Regions from separate parts of the Mus musculus genome. Here region 1 is linked to region 2. A link is a contact called in public HiChIP or PLAC-seq data. All regions are on one chromosome and are shown on one strand. The core of a region is the stretch at or near the end of the contact, and the rest is flanking DNA. Distances in the headings are between cores, read along the strand shown. Region 1 holds the start of Itgb2 (integrin beta 2). Region 2 holds the start of Lrrc3 (leucine rich repeat containing 3).

Region 1 (6,991 bases), core at 1,289-3,788, 370 kb after region 2:
ATCTAGGTCTAGAATGTTTTCAGCCTCTGAGACTTGCTGTTGAATAAGCTTACCCCTTCCTAGTTCTTTCTCAATTCTGGCTGATTCAACTCAGCTGTTCTGGCTCAAACTCCTCTCTGGGTTGACTGATTTAATCTGACCTCTCTCATTTTCTTCTGAATTGCTCTGTTTGGCCTCAAACTAACTCTAGCAATCTGTTTTGATCTTCTGGCTCCTTCTCATTCTCTGGTTCATTCTGTCTTCACCTGTGTCTGTACAACTCTCCCACTAAAAACTGCCTCTTCCCCCTCCTCCTCTTCCTTCTTCCCCCTCCCCTCTTTCTCTAAGTAGCTTCTCTTTCCTCTCTCTTCTAGTGAGAGTTGGGCATATCCTATTCAGTCAAATCTTTCTCTGCTTCGTCACTTTGTCTGCCACTCAATTAGACACCACTTTCAAACATGGCTACTTCCTTCTACAAATTAACTTTACCTTCATTGTTTGGGAGCAAAGGTGTGTACTAAGGGTATGTCTGTATTCCACTCAGAGGGATTAACAGCATGTGCTAATGGGCCACACCACAAATAGAAACCCCTTTTTTCCCTTTGGTAAATAATGCAGAGTTCACAGTGTGATCAGATAGCCTATAACAGCCTGGACCTCTGGCAGCAGAGATATATGCTTTAGGGAGATAGCAGCACTCAGCAACCATAGGGCTCTAATCACTTGGCTTACCTGGGCCACCTGTCTCAGCCTGGCTACCACCTCCCACTATAGAAGTGTCATGGAGAGCGATCCACAGGGCCTCAGGCATGTGGGGTGAGGGAGGAAACCAACACTTCCCTTTGAGGTCCCATTTATGCAACAGAGATAGAGAATGGAGCCAGCCAGTACTGGGTTGGCTGCCTGGGGTTATTTCTTGAACATCCCCTAAGGTTGTCCAACAGCCAGGCAGAGGATGCCCTGAGCTGTTTTTTCCCCCCCAAGGCTTGAACTGTATGTAACCTCTGAGTGACCGAGTGCACTTGGAAGCATTTGGGAACCTCAGGCAGGTCTGACTCATGTCCAAAGGGGGAGAGATGTGAATAAAGTAGCTGAGTCAGAACCTGCACCTCCCTACAGAGTCACCCCACCAGGGCTCCATGTAGCTCCACACACACATTCAACACCCCACACCCCTATCCCCAGCCCTACCACCTGCAGAGAACCACCTGCACCTGAGTGATGATAGATTGTAGCTAGCGGGAGCCTCAGTAGTCTCCACGGCTCACTCCTCATGGGAGTGAGTTTTGAAGGGAATTTTGAGTCATTATTGACTGCAGACATTTGGAGTTTGCAGAGCCAGTCAGCCCACCCTCTCATTTCCCCAGAGTTCAGTGGCCTCCCCAGTTCACACCCTTTCTCCATAGAGAGCAGAAGGCTTCCTCCCAAGCTGTGTATCAAAGATAGCCCCCGGCCCCCTGCAGCACTTCCTGCAAAGGATGATTGCATGGTTCCTCCACAATCGCAGTGAACACAATTCACCCCAGCCTAATGCATGCCTGCGGCAAGACTGTGTCCACATATGTCAACAGAGAAATGTTGGAGAAAGGAGGAGATAGGAAACTTGGGCCTCTCCAGCCCTAACTAACCCTCAGGACTTGCTCATTTTACTCCTGCTTATGGCAGCAGTCAACAATCTCTCATCTGCTCACTCACTGGTGGATGTAGAAAGGGTGTCTGTCACCTGACACCTTCCCCCTATCTGGGATATGACCCTGTGGTTGCTGGCCCCAGGCCTGGCCACTATGGTATGTGGGTGGGATTCTTGGGTAGAGGACTTCCTTATTATCTGCTATGCTGTAAGCTGGGCTGGGCATTTTGGAGCCCAGGTTCCAGAGACTTGCAGGGTAGACTGAGAATCACCCCCCCCCCCACACACACATACACACTCCCCACACGCCATTTTAAAGCAGATGGGGACAATGGACATCTCAGCAGCTCCTTCTCTTGCTCATTACCTCCAATCTGACACTCACCTTCATGACCATAAGTATCTACTTCCATTCATAGTAGGTGGGTGTCAGTATGTGACCCCTTCCCTCCCACAATCTGTCCCAGCCACCTCCACCACCACCCCTACCCCTTATCATAGCTGACCTTCCTCAGTCCCGGGCATCCACGACTATCACAGAGAGAGAATCAACACAGTCGGCTGCCTGCTGACCCACAGTTACAGATGTTCCCAGCGCTCCTGAAACTCTGCTCAGCTGTGGTACCAGGCCTCCCATCCCTGGACGTCAGTCAGGAGAGTCTGAATAGCCAGAAGCCACATGTACAAGACCATTTTTTTGACAGATAGGCAAGGTGAGAGATGGGGAAAGGCCACCAGTGCCTGTCGGGCTGGAGTCATAAAGAGAAATTCCACCGGAAGAGCCCACTTCTGAGGTGTTTCCCATAAGAGCTACCTGAACACAGGAGCCCTGCACTCACCCCCTCTCAGTCCCAGGAAGCCTCCACTCCGAGAATCTGACTGGAGATGTCTTTGCCTACTTCTTGCCAGCTGGCTGTGTGGTTGTGTCTAAAGAACACAGCCGCTGAGGCCCCCCCGCCTGACACTTCCTGTTCTAAGTCAGCGCCCAGGAGGAAGTTGAGTGACATTTGGCTGATTGGCCCACATGTGGGTATCACCTCAGCCCCTTTACACGTGGGACGTTAGAGAAGAGACACTGAGAGAGGGAGGGGCTTGTAGGCGATGACAAGCTTTTACGGCAAGAGTGGAGGGGCTACTGTTGGAAGCAGCAGCCATTGATAGCATCGAGGGGCTCTCTCACATGTCAAGAAGAGGTAGGGATTCATGGACCAGCAGGCGGAAGCAGAGGCTGATTGTGTGGGTTCTCAGTCTGGGAGAAGGACCCAGCTACAAGTGGATGGGCTGAGGTGGTAGCCCACTCGAGGAAGCAGGCGAATGGGAAGAAGGAGGCAGGGGAAGGTCCTGGGCAGAGAAATGGGGCAGAGTGGGGCATGGAGGGATGTGTTAAGTAACACTGTAGGAGCTCAATCACAAAGTTAGTGGTGAACAAAACCCCACCTGACTAGTTGCAAGAGGAGAGAGGGCAGAAAGAGAGACACCAAAGGGAGTTGGGAACCTTTAGCATAAGATTTGAGATGTCAGCCTTGTTGAGAAACAGTTAATTCTTTCCGCAACAATGTTTCATGGTTACATCCCACTACCTGCATCTTTAGAGTTACATGCTGAAATGCTCGCAAATGGTAGAAAAACATGGCAGATTTTCTTCCTTGTAATCAGGATGGGGGTTGGAGGTGGGTGTGGATACAAGACAGAGGCCAGGAGGTGACCACAGCGGAGGGTTGGGGGGGGGGGTGTTGGCTGAAGACCTGGGTGTTCATGTGTTACTCTTTCTTCGTGTAGTATGCTTGGTAGAATTTTTAAAGACATAGTTACATGAAGATAAAGCTGTGGAGTGGGGACATCAGCTATGCAGGACATCCTGGTGATAATGGTTGAGAGGGTTACAAGAAGTTAATAGCCCTGAACCTTTATGCATATTTTCTATATCTTCTCACAGTTGAAAAAAAATGTGCAAAAGATGCCAACTGTTGAAAGAACATTGTTGGAAAGCAGGTGTATCAGTTCACACTTGTAATACCAGAATGTAGGATGCTGATGCGGGAGGACCACTGGCTCAGTGGTTAAGAGCACTGACTGCTCTTCCAGAGATCCTGAGTTCAAATCCCAGCAACCACATGGTGGCTCACAACCATCTGTAATTGGATCCGATGACCTCTTCTGGTGTGTCTGAAGATAGCTACAGTGTACTCATGTACATAAAAAAAACAAATACATCTTTTTTTTAAAAAAAAAAAAAAAAAAGGAGGACCGCTGTGAATTCAAGACCAGCCAGGCAGAACTGTAAGATCCTAGCTCATAAAGGACGGGGAACGGGGGACAAAAGTCAAGAATGAAAGACCTGCACATACTTGTAGAAAATACTAACAAACACCACCAAATATCAGAAAGGCATAGTTCAGAGGCCAGGGAGATAGCTCAGAGGGTAAAGTGCTTGCAACACAAACTTGATGACGTGAGCTCAGCACCCCATTGGGCATGCGCAAAGCTGGGTGTGGCTGTGTGTGCCTGGTACTCCAGAGCTGGAGATATGGACTATTGTCCTCTTGGATCTTTGATGCTCACTGGTCAGCCAGTCTAGCTCATCGGTAAGCTCTGAGCTCAGCAAAGAGATCCTGTCTCAAAAAATGAGGCAGAGGGCAATTGAGGAAGACCCCTGGCTTCCACGAGAGCATGCATGCACAAGCCAGCTCCCTCACAAACAGACAAACGTGGGCATACGCCACAGCACTCACAAAGACACCACAATCTTGATCACTTTTCAATACACTCAAAAGGAAAACTGAGACTGGAGCAAACCGATGGAGCCACAGACCTTCAAACACGTGTAGTGTGGTATCAGTGGGAGTTCTTATCACAGAAACCAAACCTGACAAGAAGAACTTTAAGGGAGGGAGGATTCATCACCTGGGATACAGGCCATCTTGGTGGGGAAGTCTGTGGTGTGTCTTGGAGCTCAGTAGGGGTTCAAGTTTTCCTTTCTTAAAAAAAAAGTTTAATTTTAAATTTTATCTTTTAAATTTTAATTAATTAATTAATTAGCTAATTAATTAATTTTTGTTTTGAGACAGGACCTCTGGCTGCCCTGAAAGACCAGGCTAGCTTCAAACTCACAGAGATCTTTCTGCCTCTGCCTCCTGAGTGCTGGGATTAAAGGCGAGTGCTGCCACGCCCGGCGCACTTTTTTTTTAATGTGTTTGTGTGTATGTCTGTGTGGGTGCCCCCCGGAGGTCAGAAGAAGGTGTTGGATCCTCTCCCCCATCCCCGCCTCAGCCTATGGGATGGTTCTGATCACCTTCAAGATGGGTTTTCTGTTAATCCTCTCTAGAAACTCCTCACAGAAATACCCAAAGGAGTGTTTCACTAATTCTCTAAGGGTCATCTCTTAATCAAAATTAACCACTGCAAGTGTAACACAGAAGCAGACAGGCCAAATAGAATGCTGTGAAATGCTTGAACGAATATTCTAACTTTCCACACCGTGCCGTGATGTCAAAACACGTTGGGATCACTCACTGAGGGTACAAAGCAAGTCTCAATTCAGTCCAAGCTACAGAAATCTCAAGGAAGTCAAAATTAACTACTAAGGAGACCACGAAAGGAGACGCCCAGAGCCCTGCCAAGCTGGAGACCCACCCGACAGAGTGAGAAGCATCCCGTGCCTGTAGGAAGGACTGGATGAGAACGTTAGCCACAAGGTGCATCTCAAGACTGAGAGCACTAAGGTGGTGCACATTGTTAATCCCAGCACTTAGGAGGCAGGGGCAGGTGGATCTCGGTGAGTCTGAGGCCAACATGGTTTACAAAGCTGTTCTAGGACAGCCAGGGCTATACAGGGAAACCTTGTCTCAAAAAAACAAAAACAAAAAACAAACAAGAGGAGGAGGAGGAGGAAGAGGAAGAGGAGGAGGAGGAGGAGGAGAAAAAGAATCCTAGTGTGTCTGGACTGCAGTTTGGTTCTCAGTACCCACACCAGGCGGCTCACAACCATCTGTAACTCCAGCTTCAGGGGAGCTAAAGCCCCTTAATGGCCTCCTCAAACATATGCACACATGATTTAGAAAAACAAACCTTTTTAAAAAGCACAATGGTGAGATTCTTCTCAGGCAGCCAAAAGGAGAAATAAACCCATTTTAACTCTATGCAAATGATCTGATCATGTGTTTCTCGGAAATATGTGTATGAGTAGCCAACAAATATAAAAAATACTAAACATCTTTAGTTCTTAGGGGAAATGCAAATCAAAGCCACGAGAGATGATCTCTCACCCCAGCATGGCCATTACTGGACAAAGAAAGGCAGACGCAGTGAGGGTGTGGGGCGGGGGGATGCCTATGTGTCCTGAGCTAAGCAATGGATGCCATAGAGTCATACCATGCAACAGCTCTCATGTGGGAGGCTTTTTGGGGAGGGATGTGCAGAGGCCACTGCGTCTGGACCAGGGTGGTGGGAGGAAGAGAATGAGGAGGGACTGGCACATGAGTGGAGAGTGGGGGAGGTGTGGATGGGGAGGAGGAGGGATGTGGGAGACTATTGGTGACAGTGGGAATGTGTCACATCTTGGCACCTAGCGATGACATATCCTGCTGTCCCTAGGTCCCCAGGGCAGGCAGTAGTAATGCCTGATTGCTAACACTATGAACTTTTTTTTTTTTTTTTTTTTTTTTTTTTTTTTTTTTTTTTTTTTTACAAATTCAGGTTTCAAACTCTCAGGCCTCCTGTCTCAGCCTCACAGGATACAAAGCATGGGTGACTGGCCTGATGATGTTCTTTTTATTTATTTATTTTTTTTTTTTTATTTTTTTAAAGTGAATGTAAATGCACTCAGTTTTTTTTTTTTTTAAGATTTATTTATTTATTATATGTAAGTACACTGTAGCTGTCTTCAGACACTCCAGAAGAGGGCGTCAGATCTTGTTATAGATGGTTGTGAGCCACCATGTGGTTGCTGGGATTTGAACTTCAGACCTTTGGAAGAGCAGTCGGGTGCTCTTACCCACTGAGCCATCTCACCAGCCCCCACTATGAACTTTTGGTAGGGATGCCAATTAGCATGTCCATCCATTGTGGAGGACCAGATAGAACTTCCTCAGAAACCCACAAATAGAACTAGTCACTGGGTAACTACCACGATGACGGGAAATTAGTATGCTGAAGAGACTTCTGACTACAAGAGACAAAGCCATGGTTGAATTTGGAATCCACTGATGGATAAACGGGGGAAAAAAAAAAGGGAGGGGGTACACGTGTGTGATGGAATATTACTTGGCCATAAAAAAGAATAGGATCCTGACATTTACAGGAACATTGATGAGGGTAGAGATCATTATGTTAAGTGAAATAAATCACACACACACACATACACATGTGCAATGCACACAGTGA
Region 2 (7,147 bases), core at 1,860-4,359:
AGGTGTAGATCTCTTTCAGCCAACAAAATAGGCTACTTCCTGCTGGTTAGGGGCACTGGGTTCTTTGGGGGCAAGTCCAGTCTTTATAGACAGGATTGCAACAGCAGCAACCAGGAGAAGCAAGGGGAGCAGGCAGGGGGAGCAGCAGGGGCAGTAGGCAGGGGGAGCAGCAGGGGGAGAGGCAGGGGAAGCAGCAGGGGGGTAGGCAGGGGGAACAGGCAGGGGTAGAGGCAGCTGCCATAGCCCCCCCCCCCCACACACCGTTCTTTCACTTATACTCTCTCCAGAGTTCCCAGAATTAAACTATCTGCAGCTGGCAAAAATCACATCCCTGCCAGTGCACGAGGTAAATCATAATCACCTGCTGTGAAGCAGCCTCTTATCCCACATCCTAGATTAAAACAAAAATATATTCACATAACTAGTTTGTTTGTTTTTTAACCAAAATTCTCATTACAGCAAGTTGTCCTCTGACCTACAGTCTTGGGTACCATTTGCCTGACCACACAAACACAGATAGATAAGTATTTACAAAAAACTAGAATGAGAGGTCATAGAGTATTTTAAATTTGATAAGAAAAAGAACCCCCACAAATATCAAAGTCCTAGGATGCAGCAGAAACAGGACAACAGGAAGTGCTGACGCTGGAACAGGAAACAAACCCTGCCCAGGAGCTCCTCCTCTAGCTGAGGAAACTAGGAAGGGCAGAGGAAGGTAAATGTGTGCAGGGAAGAAGAGAAAGGACCACGATCAGAGAAGAAACCAAGGGAGGAAAAGTAAAACAGTGGAAAAGCCGCTGACACCAAAACTGTTGTTCTGAGTTGATCGATACATATCTCTCCCAAACTGTCAGAGAGGAAGCACAGGGCACGGGAGGGGTCCTGCGTGAGAACAGTGACAGTCACATTCATGGACACTGAAAGCCTTACAGGGGTGTCTTATGAATGCTTTTATGCTGACCACTGCAGTAGCTTGGGGAGGGGGGGAACAGAAACTTTCTTGAGTGATACAAAACATAAAGCTAAGGGGGAAAATTCGGCACTTGTAAACACGTTAAATAATTCAGCTACCATACAAAGATAATAACATCAAAACTAAGTTGCTTTTATCCCCCAGCACAGGCCAACTTAACACTTGAAGACTAGTTGCTATAATCCAATGGTAACAGACTTACAAAAACAAAACAAAACAAAACAAAACAAAACAAAAAAACCAACTAGGGCTGAGAGATAGCTCAAGGGTTAAGAGTACTGACTGCTCTTCCAGAGGTCCTGAGTTCAATTCCGAGCAATCACATGGGGGTTCACAACCATCTGTAATGGGATCCGATGTCCTCTTCTGGTGTGTCTGAAGATGGCTACATTAAATAAATAATTATATATACATATACATAATCCAACAGCCACTTCTAACTATATATATATATATATATATAATATATATATATATATATATATATATATATATATTCTCAGCAACTAGAGATGCTCCTCTCAACAACAGACCGAATGAACTGTTTACCATGTCTCACATTACTTACCCAGATCAACTCCAAACCAAGACTCAAACGCAGATCGTTACATCCATAAGACCCTGTGGCTTTTTCCCTAAGACAAAGACAACTTACGTAAGATACCTCAAAATCATTTTCCACCAGAGAAAGAAGATCGCTGAGTTAGATTCTCTCAAAATTAAAAAAAAAAAAAAAAAAGAAGAAGAAGAAGAAAGAAAGAAACCAACTGTGGGGAAAACTGTCAAGAGAATAGAAAGACAGTTCACACAGACCAAGAAACAATATTTACAAATTATGCATCTGATAAGGAGGGTGTTTCCAGAGAACTCTCACAACTCAAAATTAAAGAAAACAAACGACTCATCGAAAAGCAGAGAAACGGAGCAGACAGGAAACAAAGAAGAACACACCATAAGCCTCTGGAGTGACACAGACCCGTATTACAGCTCAAGCCACCGTTCCACACCCAGAGTGTTAGAGCCACGGGCCCACCAGGAGCTGTTGGCTATGTGCCTGTGTTGTCAGTGGGGTGTAATAAGGAGCCTACCCTGCTCCAGACACTGCCATTCAGGGTATGCACCCAAGGCTGCTGCACAACGCTCCCATGGCCCTTCCGTTAGAGTCCCAGATTAAAACCCAGCCGGAGCCGAACAGGTTACAGTATAGAAACTGGCACAGTGGACCTAGGGAGCCACTCAGCGTGGTGAACCACGAAATAAGGAGGCGGAAAGATAAAATGATAGGAGGCCATTTATGGAAGTCGTGGGAAACGCAGACTCCACGGAGGAAGACAGGTGACAAAGGAAGACTGGGGTCCTCCTGAGGCCGGTGGTGATAGGTTCCCGGCTGAGGATCAGGTCCTGCGTCGACGCTCCCATTTGCCTTTCTATGGTGACCTTAGACCTGAGACTTGGGGTGAGGGGCGTCAGTCATGCGGTGGGGCTGCTCAGGGCGGGGCTTGGCCACGTGGCACGCCCACGGACCCTTCCCTTACCAATGCCCTAGAAAGCCGGTACCTAAACCCGCCCACGCCCCTACAGGCCCCGCCCACATCCCGCCCCAGTCAGTGCAGTTTACATATCAGGCCCCGCCCCTCACATAAACCTCGCCCATAACCCTGTGCACCCCTCCTTGGGCTCCCCCCTCGGTGTTCGCCCCGTAGGATTTTATGAACTCTGTTTAGCTCTTTCTTACGCAGGCCCCAGCCCCTACCCAGCCCCTCACCTATCTGACCCTTCCCCTTAAGGCCTTGGCCCTCCTCAAATAGGACCCTCCCCTCCCCAGCCCCTCTTCCCCGCCTCTCGCACGGGACAGCCCTTTAGAGACCCCGCCCCTCAGCACACAGACCACGCCCTTACCTGGCCCCTCCCACCCACAACATGCTAAGCCCCGTCCCCCAAAGCACAGAACACCAAGGTCCCTTACTAGGACCCCTTTTCACCGGCGCCGTCCTTATCGCAAGGCCCCTCTCCACCTATTCCTCCCCTCCCAAAACCCTCTCAAGGCCCCGCCCAACACACAAACCCCGCCCCTCTGGCCTCAGCCCCACCCTGCCCCTCCTCTTGCCGGCCCCTCCCCTATAGCAAAGGCCCCCGCCCCTCCCGCCATGGCTTGCCCGCCTCCCTTCTTTACTGGCCGCTCGGTGGGCACGGGGCGGGTCGCCGCGGCGCCGGGAGGACTCTGGTCAGGCTCCGGGAAGCTCGGAAGGCGCTGAGCAGCGGCGGCCGCTCAGGTAAAGCCCCCATCCGCCCGCGTGGCCTCCCACCCGCGGAGCTCCACTGTCCCTGCTTTGCCGCCCTGCTCTCTGCTGCCGCTCCCTGCCCAGCCGGGCCGCACGCAGGGGGCTGCTTTTTCTCTCCGGTGTCTCCAGCGCCTCAGGCATGAAGCTTCTGCTTCAGGGTGCGCGGCGAGCTTTATTGATGACCGCGATCTTTAAGGTGTCACAGGTAGCCGAGTGCTTGGGGACAAACTGGTGAACGCGGCCACTTGCCCCGCCCGACCTGGCTCGCACAGATCGAGAGGGAAGACCTCCGCCAGCACGCGCCTAGAGCTGGGGGATGGGGAAGAGATGGATCCTTGGGCCTCCGCCCAGACTTGTGTCCCCAGCTATGGGTGGGTGACCAGAGGCTAGGACAGGGTTCTGTAACTGCCTAGCTAGGGCCAGTCTCCAGCCATCGGTCAGCCCTAGATGTCTTACTTAGCTGGGAGGTGCCTTCTCTGGGTGGCCTTGGGAATCTTCTAGAGTAAGTTACAAAGCAGGTATGTTTGATAGCCCGGAGCCCTGCCTCAAACCTGATATGCCTACGATTCCTTTCCTCCCTGATCCCGTCCTCCCAAATTGAATTGAAATGTGCAGTGGCGGTCACCCTCAGCTCCCTTTCCTCTTTTTTTCTTGTAGAACTGAGATCACTAGGCTCTTCAGCAGGCGAAGACACAAGAGTTTGTGTTGGATGACTGCCTGCAACGTGAGGAAGGACAGTCGCTTGCACATCCCAGTGGAGAAGAGCTACCTGGGTCAGGTGGAGGCAACATGGGCCCCAGGGGCAGGCAGAGCCCCTCAGCCACACTGGCCCCCTCCCAGGGGTCTTGCTTCTTCATCCTCTTCTGCTTACGGTTAGGTGCCTCCTGCCCACAGGCCTGCCAGTGCCCTGACCATGCTGGGGCCGTGGCTGTCCATTGCAGCTCAAGAGGGCTGCAGGAGATCCCTAGGGACATCCCAGCCGACACGGTGCTTCTGAAACTAGACGCCAACAGAATCTCCCGAGTCCCCAATGGAGCCTTCCAACACCTGCCTCAGCTGAGGGAGCTGGACCTGTCCCATAATGCCATTGAGGCCATTGGGCCAGCAGCCTTCTCAGGTCTGGCTGGGGGCCTGCGGCTGCTGGACTTATCCCACAATCGCATCCGAAGAATTCCAAAGGACGCCCTGGGCAAGTTGAGTGCCAAGATCCGCCTGTCCCACAATCCACTGCACTGTGAGTGTGCCCTGCAGGAGGCCCTGTGGGAACTAAAGCTGGACCCGGACTCCGTGGATGAAATTGCCTGCCACACCTCAGCGCAGGAGCAGTTTGTGGGCAAGCCGCTGATCCAGGTCCTGGACTCAGGTGCCAGCTTCTGCAGTACCCACCGGAAGACCACCGATGTCGCCATGCTGGTCACCATGTTCGGCTGGTTTACCATGGTGATTGCCTACGTAGTGTACTACGTACGCCACAACCAGGAGGATGCCAGACGACACCTGGAGTACCTGAAGTCCCTGCCTAGTGCTCCAGTCTCCAAGGAGCCTCTTAGCCCTGTGCCCTAGCACCCACCTCCGGTGGGCCACTGAGCCTGGCTACCCTGTCTTTCTGCAGCAGGTGGAGGTGATGGTGCTCTTGTGTCCCCAGGGAGGTGCATTGCAGCTGTTCAGCCCAAAAAAGCACTTTCATAGTTGGTATTTGGTCCCTGCAGCCACTGCCTAACACTGTAGCGGGGGGAGGGGGGTTTGCCCATCTTAATGGGTAGGTAAATGGAGGTCGAGAGAAACGGAACTCCTTGCCAAGGCTGGCTTCAGCTGCCACTTAAACCCAGGCTGTTTGTGGTATAGGTCTGTGAGCCGTCTGATCTGCCAACCTCCCTTTCCCACACCATGCTGTGGGAAGTAAATACTTGTGCACGCAAGGATGGGGGCCCTGGCAGGGAGGATGGCGCCAGCAGTTTTGCCACCGGGGAATGGCTCATTTCTGTTTACCCCTGCTCTCCCAGTACATCTGAACACAGAGATGTTTGCCCTTTCCCAGAGCAAAGTACCGGCAATCTAGACCTTTCCAGAGAGGTCAGTGCAAAGTCCAGCCTGCACTGGTCTGCTCTGACCTTTGTCCTGGGAGTTCTTTAGTTGCCCTTGTGCCAAAATGTCAGTCCATCGAGAGGGAGAAAATGGAGAAACGTGAGAAAGGTCCAGCATGGGCTCACCATGGCCGTGTCAGCTGCTAGACCACTTATGGGCTGCCTCAGCTTCTGCCACTTCTATCCATTCCTGGGCAGTGGAAACCTGTCAACCTCGGTGGCTCTTGTGCCTTGCTTTCTACTGCCAATATCTAAAGCAGCTGTTTTTTCAGAAAGAGGAGGGACTGAAGTTTGAGGTTGCCATGCCAGTCAACAGGAACTGCTTTTCTCTAGCAACAAGAACCTTCTCTTCACCTCGCTGAAATCCCAGAGCTCACTGATCAACTTTCTTACCTGTAATTACTTCATCTTCAGGGGTAGATGTTCTAGCCACCTAACTAGACTTGACTTCCAGTTTTGTTATTTACTGTCCTTTTGTATAAGTGTTTATACCCTAAGCTATGTCGTCATCGAGTATCTGGGAGAAGTAAATGAGCATAGTGTGTGTGTCTGTGTGTGTGTGTGTGTGTGTGTGTGTGTGTGTGTGTGCTGAGTATAGGGTCTAGATGCCGCTCTGAGCAGAAATTGAATGTGGCTTCTGTGTGTGCTGGGAATTTTCTTGTGATCTGCAGGGGCAAGGTGAGACTATGTTGGGGGCCTGGCCTGACTTGGTCCTTACCGTCAGTGTGACCCACAGTTCTGTCACCATGTGACACACTTGCCTGAGGCTACATGGCTGTCAGCTGCAAAAGTATATGGAAGAGAAAAACACTCATGAATTCCAGACTTTCCCCACTGCTGAATGCCCACACCTACATGGTGACCGTGGGGCCACCATGCCTGGCATCTGCAGGGTGAACAGAGCCCTGGATGAGCTCCCAAGCTGTCCACTATTCTTCCACAGCCCTGGGCCAAGCTACACTGTCTTCAGGGTCAGACCCTGGCGGAGCTAGTAGGACCATTCCCATTCCCATGAGAATTGGAACCTCGAAGCAGCCTCCTTAGGGACACCAGTCAACGTTGTGATGCTGCCTGGCCCCCATTGGCACAGACATGCTCAATACCCAGTACCCAGTTAAGTGTTCAGAGGAGGCAGGTGCTGAGGGCTGTATGATTTGGACCCTGGAGGGTGCTGTGCCAAGGAAAAGAGGTTAAAAAGCCAGAGCTGAGCCAGGCAGTGGTGGCGCACGCCTTTAATCCCAGCACTTGAGAGGCAGAGGCAGGCAGATTTCTGAGTTCAAGGCCAGCCTGGTCTACAGAGTGAGTTCCAGAACAGCCAGGGCTACACAGAGAAACCCTGTCTCGAAAAAACCAAACCAAACCAAACAAACAAACAAAAAAAAGCCAGAGCTGAGGGCTTGGATTAAGGACCAGGTACCACCCTGGTGCTGTGGCAGTGCTGAAGTAGCTATCTATGTATGTCCCATGGACAGGGACACCTCTAGCCTGACACATACTCTGGGAGGTGCCAGTGCAGAGGGTATGGCTTGCATTCCTATTACCATGTGGTGGGGACGGTAGCTGCTTCCAGGCAGGGGCACAAGTTGGGAGGTAGCTGGCCCCTGCGGCCTTTCTACCATCCTACTCAGTAGAGGGACCCTGTTTCTGGAGCTTGCCACTATCCAGCATGTCTGTCCCATCGACAAAACCAGGTCAAAAAAGAACATGGGTGGAGGCCTGGTGGTGAAGTCTGTAGCTGCTCTTGTCCCAGAAACACCCTATTGGGTCTTTTAGATACACCGGTGTAGGTAGGGCTCCGTCCCAGGCTG

Evidence for each region. HiChIP or PLAC-seq counts read pairs in DNA pulled down with a chosen protein or histone mark.
Region 1: an H3K4me3 HiChIP or PLAC-seq map of neural tube shows a contact between it and region 2, with 5 times the contacts expected there. The contact joins the promoter of Itgb2 here to the promoter of Lrrc3 in region 2. A contact is called at or near these places in 7 of 39 promoter capture datasets (cranial neural crest, hippocampal neurons, liver and 3 more), 8 of 484 Hi-C or Micro-C datasets (adipose-derived mesenchymal stem cells, granulosa cells, liver and 4 more) and 3 of 115 datasets of contacts at active chromatin or transcription factors (astrocytes, memory CD8 T cells and neural tube).

What each region holds. Positions count from the first base shown.
Region 1 is chr10:77,525,917-77,532,907 of GRCm38.p6, reverse strand. It overlaps Itgb2 (integrin beta 2), which reads right to left and starts at 2,538. Exons shown (of 16, transcript NM_008404.5): 1 at 2,449-2,538.
Region 2 is chr10:77,898,498-77,905,644 of GRCm38.p6, reverse strand. Lrrc3 (leucine rich repeat containing 3) reads left to right here and starts at 3,109. Exons shown (of 2, transcript NM_145152.4): 1 at 3,109-3,246; 2 at 3,913-7,147. The coding sequence starts at 4,045. The coding sequence ends at 4,818.